2 separate regions of the Mus musculus genome follow, and region 2 is linked to region 1. A link is a contact called in public targeted proximity ligation data. All regions are on one chromosome and are shown on one strand. The core of a region is the stretch at or near the end of the contact, and the rest is flanking DNA. Distances in the headings are between cores, read along the strand shown. Region 1 overlaps Myof (myoferlin). Region 2 overlaps Myof (myoferlin).

Region 1 (6,192 bases), core at 1,568-4,067:
CAAAGCATGTGCTGTAGGAAACGAGAGGGTCGATTCCTGGATGCACAGAAGGGTACGAAGAAGAACTTTCATTACTTATAATGCTTTTGGGGAAAAATACACATAGGATGAGATGTACTGTTTTCAGAGAATAGTTCAACGGCACTAAGCACACTCATCCGTGTATACCATCATAGCCTGGCCACAGAACTCTGAATCTTATAAAACTGAAAGTGTATCACCCAGTTCCCTCATTCCACTTCCCCTGGCCTCTGGTAGCTATCTCTCTATTTAGCAAATTTCTCTATTATCCCACCAGGTATTTTATATATGAATATTTGTCCTTCTGTGCATGGCTTATTGACTGAGTCTTCTCAAGTTTTGTTCATATTGTAGGATGTCACAAAGTCCTTGCTTTTGATGGCTACGCCATATTCCCTTGCGTGTGCATGCCACATTTTGTTTGTCTATTCACTCACCAGCAGAGAGTCCATTGCCTTTCTATATCAGAGCACCATTGACTTGGAAGCTTCTAATCAATAATTTTTTTTTTCGTACAGTAATGGAGGTTGGGAAATCTCTGCTCAGGGCGCCAGCAGATTCTGCATCTGGTAGGGACCTGCTTTCTGTCCATAGCTAGCCATCTGCCTTCTGTGTCCTCACAAGAGGAAAGGAAAGGAACCTACTTTGGACTTCTCTTAAGATTTATTTATTTATTTCATGTATATGAGTGCTCTATCTGCATGCACACCTGCATGTCCGAAGAAGGCATCAGATCACATGATAGGTGGTTGTGAGCTAGCATGTGGTTGCTGGGAATTCAACGCAGGACCTCTGGAAGAGCAGCCAGTGAGCTGAGCCATCTCTCTAGCCCTAGACTTTTTTTTATAAGGACACTGATGGCCCAGTTATGAGTGTTCCACCCTTGCAACCTCTTGAAGTCCCAATTTCCTAAAATCATTACCTGGGGTATTAACATTTCACTGTGTAAATTTTGGTGGGGCAGCACAGATATTCATTGTGTAGTAGCTTATTCCCACCTGTGATGATTTGACTGCAAAAGTGGTTTTGAGTCCTTAGTTTCGTTACTTTGGGCACACATCCAGAAGTAGAATTGCTGGTTGTTTGGTATATCTATATTTAATGTCTTGGGATAGTGATGCCCTACTCTCTGCACCCCTTCCTTTCCTTCCTCCTTCTACCATTTCACTCTGTGCTGGGGATTGAACCTGGGCTTTGCACTTGCTAAGAATACACTCCACCACTGAGCTACACCCTGCCCCTACCTGCTTTCTTTAATTAGGATTGTGCAGTCAGAACTTGGGGTGGCCTCATTTGAAAGAGCAATGGTTTTGCGTGACTTGTTTCTTAGAGACAGAATCTTAACTAAGTAGCCCAGGCTGGCCTCCTCAACTCTTGAACCTCTTGCCTTTGCCTCTTGAGTGTGGGAATTGTGGGCCTATCTTTGTGTCACTTCCTATGGCAACATTTGTCACATGTGTCACTTCTGACTTACATCTGTTAGGCAGCTCTGTTTTCTCAAGATGAAGGTACTGTCCAGGATGATGGCTAAAGGACACTGAGGGCTTACTCTGTCCCAAACACCTCTGTATGTTAAATCATACTATCTTCACAATCTCTGAAAACTATTGTCCCTATTTTGCATACAAGACAAATGTGCCACCAAAAAAAAAATCAGAAGCCTGAACCGAGGTAGGGACAGACAAGAACATTGACCTCTGGACTCACTTTCTCAGGGAGGGAACTGTGCACCCCCTGGGGGAGATGCTCCAGTTCTTGGGGTGATGTTATGACCGAGCTGTGCTGAGCTCACAGGCTTACAGGCGTCTGGAATCCCCTGGCCCCATGTTCTTGCCGCTCGCTCTAAGACAGGATTCCATCATTTATTTTGTTTATCCCATTGACCCAGGTGAAACCTTGTCTGCGAGGCTGCCGTGCCACATCTGGATCCAGCTGGATATCCCTGGTCCTCCTCCTGGTAATTACCCAGGCAGGACTTCACTGAAATATGAAGGAGAGGATTACAGGTTTGGCTCTAGGACTTTGAGAAAATACATGGCCGTGGTACATTAATACTAGTCAGAGGCTGAAAGAGCCTTTGTGAGAAGTTGAGATGAATTTTGGCAAAATCGGGTTGCCCTTAGAAGCATTTTGTACGCTAGGAAGGAAGGAGTCGTTCTGAAATTATAATTTTTTTTCTTTTCATTGCTTCTCGGCCTTTTGGTTGAGATCAAATGCAAAAAGTTACACACACACACATACACACACATACGCACACACACGCACACACACACACACACACACACATACATACACACACACACACATATACACACACACATACACACACACATACACACACATACACACACACATACACACACATACACACACACATACACACACATACACACACAGACCCCTTATTCAGTTTATTCAGATCTTTAAAACTTGGGGCTGAGACTCTCTTGGAAATGTGTACCCCAGTCAGCAGAGCACCCCTCACACACAGGCCTGTGTTTCCCATTATGTCCCCACACTCTCTAGGCCTCAAAGTTAGTCCCAGCTACATGCCTCTCTTGTGTTTTTCTTGAACTACATGAACTCTGGCATTTCACTTCACGGATGTATATCCAGGGGGAAGGGGCCCCTCCCTTTCATCTTCCTTGGGACCTCATCATGTTTAACTGAAGGAAGATTAGGGAGTTCTCATTCAACGCTGAACAAACACAGCACTCAGCTTCGAAGATGGTGGGCCCTTAATCTCTTTACAACGTTGACTCATTATGAACTCATTCCACATAAGCAGACATTACAAAGCATCCCTCCGAATGGAATTCCCATCTGCCAGCAGAAGCTGTGGGCTCATGTTCCAGAGAGCACTCTGAATCGGCCGCTAAAGAAGCTCTTTAGCACAAAGTGGTTTTGCTGTAGAGGGTTTAAAACTTTGAAATCGAGCTGTTTTCTCATATGATCGGCAGCTTGTATTTTCTGTTGCTTCTCTTCTCTCTAGACTGAAAGGGAAGTTTCTAGAAGTGACTCTTTTTTTTCTTTTTTTACTTTAGTGAAATCATTTGTTCCTCGGTCAAATGAGACAGCTCCAGTCCTTGGGCAAATGACCTAAGAGCCAGTGTGGGACTTGGGAGGGATACAGGGTTGTGACATGGCTAGCAACTGGAAAACCAAGCAGACCAGCCCCTTTCTGCCCCACAATGGGTTTCAGAACTTTGCCCACCTCTTACATTGCTCTTTAACCAACAGGAAGGTCTAAAGGTGACATATTTTATTTTCTAACCTTAAAATAAAAAAGTGAAAGATAAAACCAAACCAAGAGTTAGCCTGTCAGGATCTCCACTTCCTTCTCCCTACTGCGCTGAGATTCATTTTGCAAATGAAGGCTCCAGCCTTAATGGTGACACTTGCTTCAGTCAGTTAGGACGGAGTGTTATTTAATTCACAGTGAAGGGACAATCTGACTGGATAGAGATTAGTTCCCCTTTAGTGACCATTTATAAGTCACCAGGCCACTAGCACCCTCAGTTGAGGGGCCATTATCTTTTGACAAGGTGAAGTCTTTTTCTAAGGGGGAGAAAGAAGAGGTCTTCTATCCAGAAGGCTTCCCCATGAATCATTTCATTCCAGCAGAGCCCTGCTGTCATTTACTCCAATGGAGGATGCTAGTGACTCCAAAGAGATGTGGTGAGGACAAAGAAGAGATTCTCTTGTCGGCCATTCCCTTGTCTAGTTGGCAAGGAGTCTCCACGATTCCCAGTGAGGAATCGTGGAGAATATGGTAGTATGAGTTCTTGTTGCTGGCTGCTCTAGAATGTTAATACCCTGTATTCATCATGATGTATAAAGACTTCCTTTCTGACTGGCCCATGCCAGTACTATACTAATTGTGAAAAATCTTCAATAACATTCCACTTCAGGAGCAATAAGACTCTTTTGAGAATTGACTTTTCTTTCCTCTAAGAATATATCAGCAAAAAACAAAACAAAACAAAACAAAACAAAACAAAACAAAACAAAACAAAAAACCTGTCTTGAAATTAGATGGATGCCATGGAGCTGCATCTAGATCTAAGCAAGACAATGTCATGGTCTCAGGAAGAGATTGTCTGGATGTGAATTCTGTATGACTTGGAAGGTTGGAAGGCAAAGTATACCTAAAGCCCTCCTGTGGGTAGTAGACTGCTCTTAATTAAATGTTGATAACACCAGTGAGCTCCACATAGGGGTCTACTGTCACAGCCAGAGGCAGAAAACAGGACATGTGGCTCTGTTCCATGAGTGATGTAAGTGTCCCTGTTACTGCTGAAGTCTCTTTCTACCCATTGAGTTTGAAATTTCCCCTGTCTTGCAGCTGTGGCTTGGGAAGGCAGATGCATCCTCACACCTCATGTGTTCCTCCTACTTAATGAGTCTATGTCCTGTGTAAAGCTCTGTGCGGTTAGACGGAGGAGAACCCATTCTTAGGTCCATATTTGGAATGACAGTGTCCAGCTTTAATCCGTCGACTGCATTACTAAAACTACCTGCACTGAGAACCTTCTGGACATGCAGTGCTCTCACCTCTGTTTAGAGGAGGCACTATTTCTCCCAAGAGAGCTGTAAATCTTTATAAGGCCTGGTCTAGGATTCAAATCCAAGCCTGCTGCTCCATAGCACCCTGGAGTGCAGGCAGGTCTTATAGGTGGTTCCTCATCCCTCAAGGAACCTCCAGTCAGCAGTGAAGATGAGCCATAGCTCACAGCTACCAAGGGTAACATATAATAGCAGTGTTCAAATTCAGCTCAGGCTCTGTAGGAGGAGATTCAAGAAACTCAAACGCCCATCCACCCTCATAAACTATACTCCCGGTTGTACAAATATAAACTTTGCACAAACTCTTTGGGCTAGTACCATTGTGATGCATTTCATTATGTATCCTACACATTCAAATCCTTATTTTATGTGTCTATGTACCCTGAGAAAAGATAATTTTTAATCCCTTAAGTCTATACAAAATCTTTATCATCCACTGCTTTTTTTTTTGTTGTTGTTGTTTTGTTTTGTTTTTGTTCTTGTTTTTCGAGACAGGGTTTCTCTGTGTAGCCCTGGCTGTCCTGGAACTCACTTTGTAGACCAGGCTGGCCTCGAACTCAGAAATCCACCTGCCTCTGCCTCCCAAGTGCTGGGATTAAAGGCGTGTACCATCATAGCTCTGCAGTATAAGAGACCTTAAAAGAGGCTGGGGAATGTGCCTCAGTTGGTAGAGTACTTGCCTAGTACCGGTGAAGCATCACATCGGGGTGGCAGATCTGTAATTCCTGGGTATAAATCCTGACTCTATCATTTATTGGTTGTGTGGCCTTGGAAAAGCTACTTAACTCTTTTGACCATCAATTTCTTCTTCTATAAAATAGGACTAATAGCACTGTGGGCCTAAAGTTATGGGATATATTGCAGATTCACTGAGTAAGACACATGAAGATGTAAAAGGTTGTTACAACACTATTCATAAGTGTTAGCTTTATTACTGGACCCACGGGATCATGTTGGCAGCACACTCATAAAGGGCTTATGGTTGTAAAGGGCTTGTGGTCAACTGGAATGCTGTAGCATTCTGCCTACTAGGACCAGAGAAACTGAACCTGCCTCCCTCCCAACTTACTCAGAATAGAGGACAAACATCCATGTGTACAAGTGAGATAATTTTATTTACACTCAAGTTGCAAAGAGTCTCATGACATTTGTCCATACAAAATACCACAACAATGGTTGTGGGCACCAATAAGAACTGCTCTAACTATGCACCCTATCTTCTTAATGTAGTCTTTCCTCTTGATTACAAATAGGATATATGACGTTAAGATACAAGACATTTCAAATTCATTTCACTAACTGCCCAAACGAGTCATAGAATGCAGAGCACATTCAAAAGAAGATTTATAAATGGAACCAGCCACCTTAGAAATACTCGGAAAATAGGCTTAAAGTTTAGAAAATAAATGTTTTAATACTTAAAGATAACATGATAAAAAATGTTGCCTGTTGTCTGACTTTCTGGGATTCAGCCCCTCTAGGAATTTATGTGCCTTGGTGAAGTCTCCTGAGATCGTCTTGAACTTGAAATCACACATCAGTGTGTGAGGCAGGAGTTCTTCATTGCTTGCGTGATTGAAGGCGCTGCTTTCACTATGCATTCGG
Region 2 (6,192 bases), core at 1,974-4,473, 140 kb after region 1:
TAAATTTACTGAGCTGAAAGGAGATGAGCCAAGTGGTTCAAGTTCTGGGCTTTCAGGTCTCACACTGCAGTAGATACATCTGGTATACCTGGGGTTTGTGTCCTGGGCTGCTGTACTTTTGGATCACAGACATTGGGATGAACCAATCTCACACAACTATGCCAACTGGGGTCACTCTCTTGAGGTCTGTCTTGGGGACAATGTGGGGGGGGGGGAATGAGAGAGGGTGAGAAGAAGTAACTGGAGGGAAAGAGAACACAGGGCTGCAAATGGCCCTTGCCTGACAGTAGTCTGGCCCCTTGGAGCCCATAATCTATATTCTGTAAGATCTCTCTGAGGCTTTAGAAACCACGCTTTCCTTGCACAAGCTTGAATGAGCTTCTGCTCCTTGCAGAGTGACACTTGGCGGTGGCACCTTACCTTTCCAGGTTGGGCAGGGATGCAATGAGAGGAGTGGATGAGAGCCACATCTCAGCTTGTCTGAGGAAATGCTCCCCATCTGACTTGTGGGAAGCCAGCTATGTTTGTTTTCAAATATCACTTTCACCTTCTAAGCTGTTGTCTCCGATTGCCTCCCTCATGACAGTCTCTTTCAGAGCCACCCCACCCAGCCTGTGCTCACCCACAGGGTAAACACTCTGAGGGGTCACGGGGATGGCTGGAGTTCCATTTCACAATGAAGCACAAGAAGTCCCATTAGCCTGCTAGGTGTGGTTTTCTCACTTATTTGGCTCAGTCAGGCTTCATTAGCTCCTCCCTTCTAAAGGTGGTCCTGAAGGAGCTGCCTCTGTTCTGGAGAGCAATTGACTCAATCAACAAACCCAGGTAATCCCCCAGACTCCTGTTGATGCCATTCTCAGAGAGGTTTTCCAGTAGGTTACCATGCATCACAACTCCCTAACCGGACTACCCTTGTTAATCTCACCACATACACCCACAACTCCACTATCCTTTGTGGTTATTATTTTTTTCTAAGATTTATTTAGATATGTGAGTACACTGTAGCTGTCTTCAGACACACCAAAAGAGGGCATCAGGTCCCATTACAGGTGGTTGTGAGCCACCACATGGTTGCTAGGAGTTGAACTCATGACCTCTGGAAGAGCAGTCAGTGCTCTTAACTGCTGAGTTATCTCTCCAGCCCCTTTGTGGTTGTTTCAAAGTCTGGAATAACTTCTTCCTCCATCCCTCCTTCCCCGCCCCCCCCCCCATCCCTCCCTTACTTTTTCCTTTCACAGGATCTCACTATGCAGCCCAGTCAGGCCTTAAACTTGTGATCCTCCTGTCTCAGCCTCCCAGGTGTTAGGATGACCCGAGTGTAAACTATGTCCACTACTTCCTCCTAATGATGTCTTCATGTATCCTTTAAGACCAACTTAAATATAAACACTTTCCTCTCAAAGCTTTCTGTTCTTCTGTTTACTCTTTTTGCTTGCTTGCTTGCTTGCTTGCTTGCTTTCTTGCTTGCTTGCTTGATTCAATTTTTGAGACAAGGTCTTCCTATATATGCCTGATCTGGAACTAGCTATGCAGACCAGGCTGGCCTTGAACTTGTGGCAATTCTCTTGCATCTGTTTCTCAGGTCTGGGATTACAGGCACATGCCACCAAACGTGGCCTCCTTTTACTCATAAATTGCAACTTTTCCCACGCTTCCAACGAGGTACTAGCTTGCATCTCATGCATCTCATTCTAGTGTCGGAGGCCTAGGAGAACAGCCGTGTTAGGTGTTTTCACCATGGCTCCTGACACTGGCAACTTATCAAACAGGAGAGGAAATTTAGAATTCCTATGTGCAAGGCCTTCTGCATTTCCACCTGATCCACAAGTCACCCTGCAAGGTAGGAGAGGCCATCCTATTTTGTGTTTCTGTTGCTGTGATAAAACACACCATGACCAGAAGCAACCTGAGGAGAGGAAAAACTGCATTTGTCTTACATGCTCTGTTCACAAATGATCATAAAGAGAAGCCAAGGCTAGACCCTGGAGATGAGAACTGAAGCAGAGACCATGAAGGGACAGCAATTACTGATTTGTTCATCATCCCTGCTTGGCTTGCTTCCTCATACAACTCAGGACCATCTGCCCTGAGATGGCACCACCCACAGTGGACCAGGCCCTCCCATATCAATCATTAATCAAGAAAATGCCCCCACAGCCTTGCCTGCAGGCCAATCTCATCCGAGTAACTCCTCAACTGAGGTTCCCTCTTCCCAGGTGACTCTAGTTTGTGTCAAGTTGAAAGAAACTAACCAGCACTGAGTATTACTTAGAACACCGAAACCGGAGATTTTATTTGCTCATAAGCAATTAGAAAACAAGAAATGGCAATTAGAATTCCTCAGGTATGGCTGGCTCTAAAGCCCAGGGCCTTTACTCTGTAATGGCCAATTAGAAGTCAGTTGATAAAGGCTTAAAGTGGCAGATGTCCCACAGCTGTTTTTTTTGAACGAAAACTGTGCTCAAAGTACAGCCCTGTTCAACAGAGCAGCTGTTCCACCGAAGCTTGCCGTGAGTAGGGAGACGGTTGTCATGCCACAGTGTTCTGGGTAGTATCTGTGTTATAGACCAGTACACGTTTCACATATGAATCTTCAGCAGGAAGGGCAGCGGCTTCATGTAGTTCTTTTCAAATAGAAGAATTCAAACACATCAATTTATCTGGATAACAGGAGCTACAAACCGGTTGTGTTCAGTTCAGTATCAGGAATGTGTGGAGCAGTTGTTCCTTTACCTAGATCCACCCACAGGGCACATGAAAGAATTCTAAGTGTAATCCTTCCTGAACAACGGAAGATGGGCCAATCACCGTGGCCCCTTTCAGGATTAACAGACAGAGGCTTTGTTATTCCAAGATGTCTCTAACCTCCTTCCATCTCTTTCAGTGGCCAATGCTGAAAAAGCATATTCAACATCCATCAATCTATCAGTTGTTGGAGAAGGCATAAATATGCCACTTGGACTGGTCTTAGGAACAGAGAGAAACCAGTGACCAGAAAAGAAGCCAGGGAAGTGCCAGTGTCCTGACTGAGAGCATATGGGTAAGCTATGTTGTGGAGGAGGGAAGGAAAAACAGGACAAGCTAATTAATTTCTAAAAGCAACTGTGGTTTTGTAGATGACTGAGAGCCAAAGAATGTGCCTTTGGGAAATGTACAGTCCCCAGGCTTCGGCAGGGTGGGGCCACCATCCTTCAACAGTTAGTCTCCAAGCCCTTTTCTCCCGGAAGTGAGGAGAATGACTCAGTAGATTAAACAGTTTTGCTTTCTGAAGTATTTGTCAATACAATACCATGGTTCTACTGAAGTACCCAAGTTTCATGACCATCATTACCTGTGAAGAACTGTCTAGACTCTACAACATACCCTAGGTAGATCAAGATTCTATATGGACAGCTTACCTCCATAGTCTACAATGAATGGACCCTGTGAGAGATTTCACCACTCCGAATGGAATCTCACAGCTTCTTAAAGCTTATCTAAAAGATTCTTTTAGAATTTACCTCTGGACAGTAGGGGTTGGCTCAGTGGGTAAGGTACTTGCTGAGCAAGGGCAAGGGCCTGAGTTCAAATCTCCAAAGCCTACAGAAAGTTGGGCACCGTATGACCCTATAATTCCAACTCTCTTACAGAAGAGATAAGAGAATCCCCCAGAAACTTGTGGGCCATCTACAAACAAGAGACCTGCCTCAAACAAGGTGGAAGATGAGAAGTGTCATTCAAGGCTGATCTTAGACTCCATTCATGCACCACTGGTGTGGACATTGTACACACATACACACATCACACACAAACAGATACATACACAAAAAGAAAAAGGAAGGAAGGAAGGAAGGAAGGAAGGAAGGAAGGAAGGAAGGAAATGCCTCAAGATTTTGAATGTTTCTCACACAAGGAAATACAAAATCTTGAGGTGGTAATTAAGCCAAATTGCCTTGATCTGATCATCACACACACACACACACACACACACACACACTCACACTCACACTTACTATGTTCCCTAAGATGGTTTTGAATGGAAGCTTGGGTGCAAAGTGACCCTATCACAAGGACAGGATAGGAAACCTGCTGTTGTGGCCGCCATGTTTCCCTGGAAAGGGATGATCCTATGAATAAAACACTGCTATGAATAAAACACGCCAGCGTATGAGTATACAAGAAAGGTTTCTCTCTATTAACCTTTTCAAAAGACTCTTTTCATACAAAAGCAAGGGATGAAACAGAGGGGAAAAGGAAAGTATATGGTAATATCCAGCTAGCAAAATGACCTTTAAAGGGCTACAGGCCAACAAACAAACTAAAAAATCCCCACAGCACCAACCCTTCAGAAGCGCACATGCTCACAAGGCTGGAGCAACTTGTCTGCCTACAGCAAGAGGATGTAAGAGATTCAAACCTAATTGTTCAGACTAACACATCAGGCGTGATGGCAAGTCCCAGCATTCAGGATAAGGAGAACTGGAGAACGAGGAAGATCAGAGGTTCAAACTCATCCTCAGATAGCTCTGGACTTGACGATCATCCTGGGCTACATGAGCCCCTGCCTCAATTAAATTGATTGGATCAGTGGTCCCTAGGAAGACTGCAAACACAGCAGGAAGAGTTGTCATTTTTCAGTTGTTTAATCCCTTTTATGCTTTGGTTTACTTTATTTGACCGTCATTCAAAGAATTAAGATCTGATATTAACAAAAATTAAACAAAATTTAATTGTTTTCTTTTATTGTTTGTGTTTGTGTCTCTCTGTATGTATGTATGCATGCATGTATGTATGTATGCATGTATGTGAGTGTGTTGGGGGGTGGTTAGGGGACAAGTTACAGAAGCATGTTCTCTCTCCCCATGGGGGTTCCAGGGACTGAACTCAGACAACCAGGCTTGGCAGCGAGTGTTTTTAACCATCGACCCTCTCGCTATCCCACAGTTAGAATGTCTAAATGCTTATGTCTGGGAGTTGAGAGGTCTCAGAGGCTTGTATATTTAATCCCTGTTGGGCCCAGCTGCACACGCTAGCTGTCTACAAGGAGCTTGAGGCAGATAGCTACCTGTAGTTCTCAGCAGGCTGGCTTAAAATTTAGAACTGGTTCGTGGAACCCAAGACGGAAAAGACATAAGCTCTGCTGCCTTCATAATCCACTCCTGCACACCTTCATTTCCACAAAAGAAGCACAACCAGCCCTTCTGGTTCACCCGAGGCCCGGAGCAACAACTCCACAGCCAGCCGAAGGCTATACAAAGGCCTGAGATCTGCTCCAATGCAGTTAGTTGGTGACTAGTACGTTTGCTCCCAGATGCAGTGTAATTGCAGGCTAGCAGGGTCTCTGCTGGGAGTCAGAGATGTGGTACTCAAAGTCCCAGCAGTGAAAGACTTGGTCTCCAGCCTACCATGAACAGGCAGTGGAACCTTTAAGAGCTGGGGACTTGTAGGAGGAGTTAAGTCATTGGGGTGTGCCTTTGTCCCCTCCCTCTTTTCCTGGCCATGTACAAGACTGCTCTGCCATACACTCCTACCAGATGGTAGTCCTAACCTTTCCTCCCCGAGAGGCTGAAAAGCAATAGATCTGCTCACTTGTGGACTGAACCTCTAAAGCCCTGGGCCAAAAGCCATGTTCTCTGTTCTCGGTGATTATCTCCATCCTTGTCACAGAAATGGAAAGCTGATGGACAGACAGGACCTCACAGTATCCATGCGAGCATCATCACCCCCATTTCTCCCTTCAGTTGGCCATGCTTCCTGTCATTCCAGGAGGTGGGCTGAGCTCTTTTCCACCCTTGTTCATTTATGAACATTGATGCCACGACATGAGATCCTTAGTTCTATCAGGACTTAATTCAACTTAATTTTACATAGCTCTCAAAATTGGGCACTGGAAGGAATTGATGTATCCAGGGTTTTCAGACTGCTGGGGAGGAAAGGAAGGCAGGAAAAGAAATCATGGCCATGACTGCCTGTCCCATACCTGTCAAGACCATGGCTTTCAGACCTCACAAATGATCAAAGTCTGGTATTAGAAAGTTGAAGCACCTTGAAACTAGAAAGCCAGTGTCCTGCTACTTGCCATGGCTAAGGAAGCTGAGACCTGAATGGTTAGAGCTGGGATATCCAAGGTTATCCGTTATTTAGGTAATGCTGGCTAGTGTCCAGTGTGCAGGTCAGAGATGGCTCAGTGGTAGAGTGTGCCCTTGGTCTGAT

The links.
Region 2: a targeted proximity ligation map of pancreatic cancer cells shows a contact between it and region 1. A contact is called at or near these places in 3 of 484 Hi-C or Micro-C datasets (embryonic stem cells and extraembryonic endoderm stem cells), 5 of 130 datasets of targeted methods (the NIH/3T3 cell line, bone marrow-derived macrophages, embryonic stem cells and 2 more) and 4 of 9 other capture datasets (adipose tissue, embryonic stem cells, liver and 1 more).

Annotation. Positions count from the first base shown.
Region 1 is chr19:37,893,549-37,899,740 of GRCm38.p6, forward strand. Myof (myoferlin) reads right to left here. Exons shown (of 54, transcript NM_001302140.1): 54 at 5,488-6,192. The coding sequence ends at 6,181. Among named protein-coding and RNA genes, the nearest start is that of Gm52397, 89 kb to the right of the region's middle.
Region 2 is chr19:38,035,313-38,041,504 of GRCm38.p6, forward strand. All of the region lies in intron 1 of Myof (myoferlin), which reads right to left. Among named protein-coding and RNA genes, the nearest start is that of Myof, 5.2 kb to the right of the region's middle.